Linked DNA regions of Sus scrofa: all the other regions are linked to region 1. Evidence: chromatin contacts called from public Hi-C and HiChIP or PLAC-seq data. All regions are on one chromosome and are shown on one strand. The core of a region is the stretch at or near the end of the contact, and the rest is flanking DNA. Distances in the headings are between cores, read along the strand shown. Region 1 holds the start of RNF44 (RING finger protein 44). Region 2 holds the start of SIMC1 (SUMO-interacting motif-containing protein 1). Region 3 holds the start of KIAA1191 (KIAA1191 ortholog). Region 4 holds the start of ARL10 (ADP-ribosylation factor-like protein 10).

Evidence for each region. Hi-C and Micro-C count contacts between places; a contact is called where the count stands out from the background. HiChIP or PLAC-seq counts read pairs in DNA pulled down with a chosen protein or histone mark.
Region 2: an H3K27ac HiChIP or PLAC-seq map of alveolar macrophages shows a contact between it and region 1. The contact joins the promoter of SIMC1 here to the promoter of RNF44 in region 1. A contact is called at or near these places in 1 of 5 promoter capture datasets (fetal liver), 1 of 47 Hi-C or Micro-C datasets (embryonic fibroblasts) and 1 of 2 datasets of contacts at active chromatin or transcription factors (alveolar macrophages).
Region 3: a contact with region 1 is called in an H3K27ac HiChIP or PLAC-seq map of skeletal muscle. The contact joins the promoter of KIAA1191 here to the promoter of RNF44 in region 1. A contact is called at or near these places in 1 of 5 promoter capture datasets (liver), 1 of 47 Hi-C or Micro-C datasets (heart right ventricle) and 2 of 2 datasets of contacts at active chromatin or transcription factors (alveolar macrophages and skeletal muscle).
Region 4: a contact with region 1 is called in a Hi-C map of liver, with 5 times the contacts expected there. The contact joins the promoter of ARL10 here to the promoter of RNF44 in region 1. A contact is called at or near these places in 2 of 47 Hi-C or Micro-C datasets (liver and skeletal muscle) and 2 of 2 datasets of contacts at active chromatin or transcription factors (alveolar macrophages and skeletal muscle).

What each region holds. Positions count from the first base shown.
Region 1 is chr2:81,371,102-81,373,820 of Sscrofa11.1, reverse strand. It overlaps RNF44 (RING finger protein 44), which reads right to left and starts at 1,394. Exons shown (of 11, transcript XM_013994879.2): 1 at 1,355-1,394.
Region 2 is chr2:81,612,333-81,615,051 of Sscrofa11.1, reverse strand. It overlaps SIMC1 (SUMO-interacting motif-containing protein 1), which reads left to right and starts at 1,350. Exons shown (of 10, transcript XM_005661476.3): 1 at 1,350-1,623. The coding sequence starts at 1,495.
Region 3 is chr2:81,522,179-81,524,897 of Sscrofa11.1, reverse strand. KIAA1191 (KIAA1191 ortholog) reads right to left here and starts at 1,322. Exons shown (of 9, transcript NM_001252388.1): 1 at 1,151-1,322.
Region 4 is chr2:81,504,965-81,507,683 of Sscrofa11.1, reverse strand. ARL10 (ADP-ribosylation factor-like protein 10) reads left to right here and starts at 1,340. Exons shown (of 4, transcript XM_003354188.4): 1 at 1,340-1,620; 2 at 2,257-2,458. The coding sequence starts at 1,438. It also overlaps a transcript of KIAA1191 not described here.

The DNA of each region.
Region 1 (2,719 bases), core at 145-2,644:
GATGAGGACACTACTGATAGATATTTACTGAGCACTTAGTGTGTGGAGCAATGCTGTTCATCTCCTATAGGCTACTGAGGCGGCAGGCATACAACGATGGTTAAAAACAGAGCCTCTGAAGCCAGCCCACTTGAGCTTGGACCCTGGCTCTGCCTTTCAACATCTTGGTGACCTTGAGGAAGTCATCGCCTCTGTGAGTCTGCCCAGGTGTAAAATGGGAGTGACTGTACCTACCTCAGTGAGTCATTAGTGGCTCTGACTGTGTGTGAACCTTCTGTGGTACCTGCCTAACTTTCTGGGTCAGGGTCTGAACTTGAATGCTTGAGGTTTGAGGGTATGGCATTGGGAGGGGCTCCCATATCTGACTCCCTCCCCTGTGTAGGTCTCACCACTGGATCTCAGAGGGTCTGCAGAGGAAGGAGCAGGTACTGTCACATCATCCAAAGATGAAAATCGGGGGCTGCGAGAGTGGGGGAGCCTGGCAAATCCAGAGAGATGAGTCCAATCGAATTCTCCGTTTTCCCTCCATCTTAAGTGTCTTGCCTACTCCAAGGCCAGCTTCCTACGCCCACATCGCCTTCTAGGCCCCCGGCAACATCTCCACTCGGGCTCAAAGGCCCTCAGCTGTGTGACCTTGGCAAGACACAGACCCTCTGGAACGCCCACCTTTCTACACCCTCAAAGTAGTAACGACGCAGCTGGCATGCTGTGGTCTGTTCCTCAGAGGCAGAGCCACTCCGGGGCAGGGTTCGGGTCGCTCTGGATTTCAGGGGCTGGGACATGGAGCACTGGAAAAGTGTTTGGGACAGACGTGACGAGACCAAAGAGCTGCTGCTCTGCCTGGACGCCAGGGCCCCAGCCGAAGCCGAAACCCGCCAGCGGATGTGAGAGGGGCATGCGCGGGACGCAGGGCACGCTGGGAGTTGCTGTTCCCAGGCGCTCCGCATACTGGGGCACTTGGACCTGGCGGGCGAAGGGGCTCTGGCGCCAGGTTCGGAGACAACGAGCTGTGGCCCTGCGGAGGCAGGCAGCGGCCTCACTGGAAGTCCCTGCGCTACCCTGCCAGCCCGCGGCCGCCCCCTATCGCTCCGTCCTCGCTGGCCCCGCGCCTGGGGAGCACGGCGTAGGGTTCAGGCCGGGGGTTACCTGGGGCCGCGACGGGGCTCCACCCCCACCGAGCGGCCGGCGCGTCGCTCCCGCTGCAGCCGGGGGTCCCGGTCCCGCTACGGCTCGAACGCCGCCGGCCGCGGCAGCCCCTCAGGCCTCACAGGCCCCACACAGTGGAACCGTCCACGGACTTCTTCACCTGGGCGCGCGCGCCCGCGCGCGCGCGGAGCCCACACCAGCTGCGTACCTTTACCCTCGCTCCCGCGCGCGCGTGTGGAAGTACCTGGACTACACCAAACGCGCGGGAGCGGAGGGTGGGAGGAGGCGGGGCGTGATTCGGCCACGCCCATTCGGTGTCCAGCCGCAAAGGGCGCGCAAGGACGAAGCGTCCAGGGCCTGACAGACCAGCTTCCACCTTATTACCCGTGTGACCTTGGATGTGTGACTAAATAGGAAAGATAATAATGACTCCGTGGCCGTTTAAAGAACCTTCGCTTCGCGGACAGTTTTTTCTGCTCCCCCAAGCCTCGGAATTTTGTGGGTTAGTCAGGTATCGATATACAAAGAGCAAAGACTGGGGCCCGCAAAGCTTGGTTTCTCACTATGAATCATTCTCTGAGCTTCAGTTTCCTCGGTCTGTGAAATGGAAGCGATAATACCGCCTTCCAGAGGTAGGGAGACTCTAGTGACAAAAGAACGCCTATATCCATCGCTAGAGCCTGGACCACAGCCGATACTTGTTCAGGCCAGGCATCCGCAGTCCCAGAGGGGATCCCAGCAGCCTGCATCCGTGGGTATAATTAGCCCGAGAGGACTACGACTCCCAGCGCGCCCCACTCCCGCAGGGTCTTGCCGGGAATTGTAGTCTCTGCATGTCTTGACTCTCAGAGGCTGGCGCCAGGAGGACCCTTTTTCTCAACCTAGAACTTGGCACTTCTGAGGAGGGCTGTTTTAAGCCCGCTGCCTCGAAGCCGACTTATTTTTTAAAGTTTATATTTGTTGAGCTCTTCCCATGTGCTAAGCAATGTTCTAAGTGCTTAACATAAATTAACTTAGTTGTTACCTTAATGTCCAGCAACCCAGTGAAGAAATATTTTTATTGTCCCTCTTTTGTAGATTTGAACCCTGAAGCATAGCGAGCTGAAAGGATTTTGCTAGGAAGTGACAGGGCCCAGGATTTCTTCTCAGGTCCGATATCCAGAGCCTGCTTTCTGCCTCACTCTGGCTCATCCTTTAAATAAATGGTTTTGTTTTGTTTTGTTTTCTCTTTCTTTTTAAAATAGGAACTACATTAAAGCCTAATTCAGGATGTACTTTGTAACTGTACAGTAAAATGCAAAAGTCTCATGCGTATAGCTTAGTGCAGTCTTCATAAATGTATACCTCTGTATTAACAAAAATCCAGTCAAGATCTAGAATATTTTCAGTCACTCCAGAAAGTTCCTTCTTGGCCCCTCCAAATCAGCTTCCTCCGGATGTTAACTGTTGATCTGGTTCCTATCACTGTAGATTTGTTTTCTGTGCTTAGAACTTCGTGTCAATGGAATGGCTGGCTGTATAAATTCTGTCTTCTTTCCTTCTGCATCAAGTTTTTGAGATCCAATCTGTTGCA
Region 2 (2,719 bases), core at 101-2,600, 240 kb before region 1:
GTACAGTAGAAAATTGACAGAATACTGTAAACCATCTATAATGGGAAAAAAATCATTAAAAATAAATAAATAAATAAATAAAGGAGTTAGAGCAGCAAGTGTCAGCTGAGACTGAAAAGAAGTAGTAACAGAGGTAAAGAGTACCAGAAGCCTAGATAAGTTAAATAAGCTAAATGTTTAATCGCATTTGGTGAAGACAATGAATCTCTTCACCACAAAGATGGTTTCACACCATCAGAACATCCGAAACCAGTGGGCCACAGACCAGTGGTTTTCATTGCGTGGTCCTCAGAACAGCAGCATCCACATCACCTGGGCACTTGTTAGCAATGAAAACTGGGCAGCCTCACCTCATACCAACTGAGTCAGAATCCTGGGGTTGGGCGTGGCAATCTGTGTTTTAACAAGCCTCTGGGTGATTCTGATGCTTACTAAAGTCTGAGAATTGCTGCTCTAGGCAGTGCTAAAAGAGCACCTGATAACAATTGCTTAAGAAACCAATCCCCTTTGCATAAACACGTTTTCCTTTGGATCTCTTAATACGTTTCACCAAATTGCTAGAGCCTGAGCAGCAACATTCTGTGTCCACCCCACGTTTATTGTAACACAGATCCCATCTGGTCCTCTGACTACCTACCACTTCTCCCTCCACTGGGTATATCTTTTTTGCTCACTCCTAACATGTAATTATTTATGATGTTTGCTCCTTCATCGCTTCTCTCTGTGCATTTTTTCAATTTCTGATCCTGCTACCAACTGAACAAATCTCTAAATCTCACGGTTTAAATTTGTGAGCGACATAGATTGTTGGTGAAACCGCACTGGTACAACTTGGGGGAGTCATTTGGCATCATTTATTGAAACAACAGAAACATCGCCTTTGACCCAGTAATTAGACTTCCAAGAATTGATTCTACAGAGGTACCTGCACATGTGTACAAAGAAGTGAAGCCTCTCTCCCCACACTCGGCCAGAGGCCAGCTCAACCACTCTCAGTCGGTGGCAAGGCCACCCTTTACGCCGCCAGTCCGAGGCCAGGTCCTACCCGGAGGGCCTCTCTCCCGGGGTCTCAGTTCACACCTCACTTCCCACTTCAGTCAGCAGCTGGGGAAGTTCTCACAGCCTCACCGTTCCGCGCGACCGCCCCCAACACCGGGCCAAGCCGGCTGCGACTTGATTTTCTCTCTCTCTCTCCCTCTTTTTTTCTCCTGAGTAACGAAGGACGAGGGCCACCGCCAAGCCCCGTGACCGCGGCTCCGACCGAGCGGAAGGCTACCCGCAGCCAGGGGGAGGGGCTCCGACGGGGCGGGGCCTGGCCGACGGGGCGGGGCTCGGGGCGGGAAGGGGCGGGGCGCAGGGTGATGGCCCAGGTTGTCGCCGCCGCCGCCGCTGCCGCCGCCTCAGCCACAGGAACTGAAGTCGCCGCCGCTCCCTTAGCTGCCGCCTCCTGGGTCGCCGGCCGCCCGCGCGCTGGCTCGGCCGGGACCCGCAGCCATGGAGGACTTCATCGTGATCTCGGACGACAGCGGCTCCGAGAGCTCCGGGGGGAATCGCTCCGGCCGGGCACGGAGGCTCCGCCGGGCCCTGTCCCGGACCCCTGGCACGCTGCCCCGCCGTACCGTGGTGAGTGAGCGAGCCGCCTCTCGCCCAGCCCCGCCTGGGCTGGAGCGCCGCCCCTACTAGGGATACCCGCGGCCCGGCCTGCCGCCTCGGGCTGCCCCGCGGCCCGCCCCTGGGCGCCTCACAGCTGCAGCCGCTTCCCGCCTTGCCGCCTTCCCGGCGTGTCCCGCCCCGAGGAGCGCGTCGGGCCCGGGCCGGGGTAGCCAGGCCTCCCGCGCTCCGGGCTCAAGCCCGAGCAGGCTGAGGCTGGAGAGTGGGGGCCGAGCACATGGAAGAGGTCCTGGCGCGCCTGGTGGTGGGGGTGCTGGAGCCCACAGCGGGCGGAGGCCGGGCCGCAGGCTTCCCCGATCTTTGGCAGGACCGGTGGCTGGGGGTCCGTGGGGACGCGAGGTCCTGAACCTCGAGGCGGGGACGCGGGAGCGTGTAATTGTTTGGCTTGTGGTGGGTACAGATGTATGCAGGGGAGGTAACAGGAGCCCAGGCTCGGAGGGAGGGAAGCCAGGGCCTGGGCCAGATGGTGGCTGCGCTCCAGGGCCTGGCAGCGGAGTGAGGGGCCCGATTTTGGAGTTGTGCGGGGGGCGGGGGGGTGATTTATTTCGCTGAGCAAACATTCACCAAGCTCTAAAGGGAGGGAAACATCTCTCACGATTTCTTTTTCCTTCAGGCTCCTTAGTCTTTGTCCTTCCTGAGGTGGTGAATAAAACATCTATGTCCCTGCCTTTCTAGAATCCTCCACAGATATTTATTGAACCCCTACTTTGAGCCAGATGCCCTAGGAGCTCGGAATATGATGGAGAACACAGCATCCGTGGCTCCTGTCATAGAAGGTGATAATCAACAAGTGGCTATTGAGTACTCAAGGGATGGGAGACGGCGTTCTCTCAGGAGACTCAGCATCAGACTTCCAACAATCTTCCCAGCCGCCCAAAGCCACACCCCAGAAATAACAGAATTGTCACGCTGACGTCATTTGTAAAGGCCTTCCTTCATATGCAAATACACCGTCCATACTAATCTAGTTTCTGCTTCTCCAGTCCCCTTCCCACAGAGAGCCACTTCTGTGTCCCAGGTGTAGTTAGTGCTAAATCTAGGAGGTCAC
Region 3 (2,719 bases), core at 73-2,572, 150 kb before region 1:
AGGCTAGAGGTTGAATTCAAGCTGCAGCTGCCGGCCTATGCCACAGCCACAGGAACACCAGATCTGAGCCCAGTCTGCAACCTACACCGCAGCTTGTGGCAACGCCAGATCTTTAACCCACTGAGCGAGGGACTGAATCCACATCTTCATGGGTACTAGTCAGGTTCATTTCTGCTGAGCCAAAACGGGAACTCCCTCATTTTGTTTTTAAAGTTAGGCTCAGGGTCAAAATAACCTGACCCACAGAAAGGGGCTAGGTACCACAGTGGGTAAATTCATTCTTTGCTGAAACGATGACTGATATTTAAATGAGGAGTTTATACATTTATCTTGTGTTTTAACCCTTGCAATGACCCTGCAAAGCAAGCATTGTTTATCCCCAATTTAAAGAGAAGTAAACTAAAAAAGCAGAAGTGATTTGTCCAAGGTTACAGATAAGTGGCCCATTTATAAGACAGGTATTTCACTCCCATTTTACAGGGGAATTCAAACAAAGCCCTAGGAAAGCCAACTTACTTGCTTTTCAACTTGCTACACTGCCCCGTCTATCCTGACGGAGCTCCAGTCAGAAAATCCGTTAGTTCTTCATCAAAGGGCATCGTAGAAACCAAAGTCTGGCCACCCTCCAGGTTCGGGCAACATTCTGACCCCGAACCTCCCCTTCCACTTCGCGGTGCCAATCTCCCCCCTCCTTCCCCGCAGGGCTCTGACTTCTCCTTCACAAGATACAGGACAATGACACCAGGATGTGAAAGGCCTGGGCTGAGTCAACCGCCTCTTCAACCGGAGAGGCTAAGAAAGACTAAACAGATTAGTCGGGGCCTGGCCCACGCCGAAGGTTCCCCAGGGCAGGGCAAGTAGGAGGCTTCAGACGTGAAGGCGAGGAGCGAGGGTCCAGGACTAGGCTGGCCCGGTGAAGTCGGGGCTAGGCCAAGTGCCGGGGCTGCCTGGGTATCAGAGCGAAACCCACAGGGGACCACAAAAGGCGGGGCGACAGAGGCACGCAGTGGTCTGGCCAAGATCTGAGCCCCGGTAAGGGGAGAAGGGAGAGGGGCCGCGAGGCCCAAGACCCGGACCTCGGTGGAGGGACCAGGGCACGCCCCTCCGTACCTGCAAAAGACAGAGCCCCAGGCCCGGCTCATCTGGTTACCTGTTCTGCCGCCGCCGCGGAGCTGCCTGCGGCCCGAGCTCCGACACTAAAGATGTTCCAAGGACCCACGTTTCTCGAGAGGAAGTGGGGCAGTCGAGACGCAAGCCATGGTGTGAATGGCACTGTGCCCGTGGCGACACCAAAGGCCCCAGGCACTGAGCAGGGAGTGAACTCAGGCTGCGGAACCAGCCCGCAGCCTGATAAAGCCTCCGGAGGTCGCGTCATTTCACGCGATACTTGGCCGGGGTTGGGGGTGAGTCTCGAGGAACGCTGGGAGTTGTAGTCCACAATCGGGAAAGCCCCGTGTCTTAGCTGCACGGCTGGATGGTGGAGCCTCCGCTCTGTGTGTGGAACCCAGCAGCTCCCAAAGTAAAAGCACCCTTTACCAGCACTCTATGCCCGGGTCTGTTTCAGACTGAGGGCAGATGGAGTGACACGACCAAACCCCTTTCACAGAGGGGAAATTGAGGCTCAGAGAGATTCAAAGACACTTTGAAAAGATGTGAAGTGAGCAGAGACCCTCTTCCAGGAACAGCTGAGTTAGGCAGTGTTTACCATTAGCAGAACCCAAAGGGGGAGCAAACCGAACCTGACTCCCCTAGGTAACGTGGTCGTAATATCATTTTCCTTTTACACTAGGAAAGTGACACTTGGAGAGGTGCCAACTCAAATGTCACATCCTGAAGGAAGACTTTTTTCCTAAAGGATTTACAAATATGACAAAGCAACAAAGTTGAGGAAGTAAAGGAATAAATCTGTCCACATTTCTACCCTACGTCCAAATCTTGTGGTCAAGGCACATCTCAAGAGGGCTGTAGGGAGTGGGGTTTGGATTTGACTTTTAGATTTCAGTGTTTGACCATAGGCCAAGCCCACTGGCAAAACTGAGAGGCTTTCCTCATGCACCTTTAAACCTGAGTGCCATCACCAGACCCTTGTTTGAGTGCACTGTTAATTAGAATCTTTTCTAAATTCTGTGATTAGTTTATAAATAGCACAATTACATTGCCCTGTGATTTTGTTGTTGTGTTGTTTCTGTTCAAAGTGTTACTTTGTAAATTTTGAACTTCTAAAATATACTATATAATTTTTACCCTCTGTGAAAGCAAAGCTGACTCTTGCCCTCCTCCATCAAAAGGAAGGCATCCCCATGCTGTACAGCGGAAAAATTAATTAAAAAAAAAAAAAAAAAAGGAAGGCACATTACATCTCAGTCAGGAGGGGAAGAAAGAGCATTTTTCAACCTGACATAAATCATAAAACAGGATCACTTTGTTTTGTTCTTATCCCCAAATTAATGAAAACTGAAGACTTTCCTGGAAGTTAATGACTCTAAGACTACTTTATCCCTGATTTTTTTTTTCCTTTGTCTTTTTAGGGCCCACCTGCAGCATATGGAAGTTCCCAGGCTAGGGGTCGAGTAGGAGCTGCAGCTGCCGGCCTACGCCCCAGCTCACAGCAACACCAGATCCAAACCACATCTTCGACCTACACTGCAGCTTACCGCAACGAGGGATCCTTAACCCACTGAGCAAGGCCAGGGACTGAACCCACATCCTCATGGATACT
Region 4 (2,719 bases), core at 91-2,590, 130 kb before region 1:
GAATCCGACTAGGAACCATGAGGTTGCAGGTTCGATCCCTGGCCTTGCTCAGCGGGTTGAGGATCCAATGTTGCTGTGGGCTGTGGTGTAGGTCCCAGACGTGGCTCTGGAGTAGGCCAGTGGCCACAGCTTTGATTGGACCCCTAGCCTGGGAACCTCCATATGCCGCAGGAGCGGCCCTAAAAAAGGCAGAAAGACAAAAAAAAAAAAAAAAAGAATCCAACTAGAATCCATGAGGACGCAGGTATGATCCCTGGCCTCGTTCAGTGGGTTAAGGATCCCTCATTGCCATAAGCTAGGCATAGATCACAGATTTGGTTCAGCTGTGATCAGACCCCTATCCTGGGAACTTCCACATATCGAAGGTCGGGTCTTGAAAAGGAAGGGGAAAAAAAAAAAAAAAAATATATATATATATATATACATATATATAACTAAGATACTATCAAAAGACTTACCAACAAGCAGTCTTGTTAGAGATCCTGGTGAGTACAGTTTCTCTGGGTGGGTGAGGCAAGGAATAGGAAAGGCACATTACCTGGAAGTTGGGCTGAAATTCGAAGGAGAGGTAGTAACCAAAGGCAAAGGAAACAGGAAAGATGGGAGCACACCTGTGGGTGACTAGAAAAATGCCCAAGGCCCCCCAGTATATAAGATGGCTTGGGGTGGTTTACAATAAAAATACACCCATTCAACCCACAGCCCCTCACAGGATCCTTCTCTTAAGCACCTCAGGCCCCATTTCTCCTGCTGCTTCTGGTGCGAGGCCTAGAAATTTTGGCAGTCACCAGGGGACACCCAGGACAAGTCAGGTCTAAATAGTGACTCCTGGCCCTGCCTGCTTCATCAGGACGCCAAGAGACCCCAAAAGAGCAAAACCCCCTGAGAGTTAGAAAGCAAACAAAGGAAGGTATACAGCACTAAGAGTCAGGGACCTGGGTTCCAGTCTGACCTCTGCCACTCCATAATAATTCCTCCCGCAAATCTTGAAGGATGCCCAGGAAACACATCGCTTGGGTTTGAATGCAGGCTGCACCAACGCACTATGGTATAACTTGGGCCTCGGTTTCCCCTTCAAAGACTCAATGTTTTAAGGGGTAACCTAGAACAGCTGTGAGATAACCCCTTGGCACACAGCAAGTACTCGCTAGATGCCAATATCACCGCCTCTTGTTCTGCCCAGGCACAGCCTCTCGCTCCACACCACACCTTGCAGAGTGGGCGGGAGGTCCCTGTGCTCCAGCCTGCGCCCCCGCTCCCGCCGCCGGGGCGCGGGCAGCCTGTCGCGACAGCGGTGGTGCATTGTGGGGCTTGTAGTGCGGGGCTGGCTTGGGTGGGTGGGCGCGGCCGCGGCAGTCGCAGCGGGGCCATCTTCGGCAGGCCGGCTGGCTCGGCCTGTGCAGCCGGCTCCCGCGCCCGCGCCCCTCGCCCGGCCCGATGGCGCCGCGGCAGCTGAGCCCCTTGGTGCTGGCGCTGGGCGGCGCGGCAGCCGTGCTCGGCTCGGTACTCTTCATCCTCTGGAAGACCTACTTCGGCCGCGGACGGGAGCGGCGTTGGGACGGAGGCGAGGCCTGGTGGGGCGCGGAGCCCGCCCGCCTTCCGGAGTGGGACGAGTGGGATGTGAGTGCCTGGAGGGGACCTGCGCCTCCGTGCATGCAGCCAAGGGGTGTGACCACCACCTTGCGGGTTGGGGGGATTGACGCCGCAGGCCTCGCGCGGGTGGGCGCTAGAGCGTCCCAGAACCGAGAAACCGACCGGCGTTTGGGGGTAATGTGTGGCGCTATCTTGAGCCGCCATAAGCCTTTGAGCTTCCTCGCTGGCGCCGGAGCGCGAGGGCGCGGCCCCGGAGCGCTGTCGAGCCCGCGCCCGGTCCAGCGCGCGCCTGCTCGGCGCCTGCGCAGTGCGCAAGACTCGGGGGATGTCGGGAAAAGCGACCCCGACCCTTGCCCCCGCCCTCGCTCCCTCCAGCCAGCGTCTCATTCGCTTGTTTCCCGGATTTTGTGGTTCCTGTGGCTGTGGGATGTAGGAATTGTCTGAGGCTCGTGGAGGAGGAGTTTGCTCGAGGCCATTGAGGGAAAGCCAGAAGAACGGGGTTTGGGATTCAGGACTCCATAGACAGCACTTGTCCTTCTGCACCAGAGCGGGCCTGGCTGCCACTTGAGGGCTTGGGGCGGGGGGGCGCTTTGGGCCTTCTGTCTACCCTGGGGAAGGGTCAGGCGGGAGGGTGTCGATCGCAGCCTGACACGTGCCCCACAGCCCGAGGACGAGGAGGACGAGGAGCCTGCGCTGGAGGAGTTGGAGCAGCGTGAGGTGCTGGTGCTGGGGCTGGATGGCTCTGGGAAGAGCACGTTCCTGCGCGTGCTGGCCGGGAAGCCACCGCTGGAAGGCCACATCCCCACCTGGGGCTTCAACTCTGTACGGCTGCCCACGAAGGACTTCGAGGTGGACCTGCTGGAGAGTGAGCAGATCCCCCTCCTCGCCCCCCCCCACCACGCACAAACACCGGCTCCCCATCATGTCAGCTGGACCCAAGCCAGGGATTTTATCCAAAAGCAGGACGCATTCGGTAGAAAATCCTTCCCATGTCTCCCTGGGGCCTAGGATACAGCCCAAACTCTGTATTCTGGCTCACCTATACTGCAGCCTATGTGCCTAACACTGAGATGTAACAGCTAAAGATTCCTGTATGCCAAGGGCTTGACAGACATTATTTTAAAAA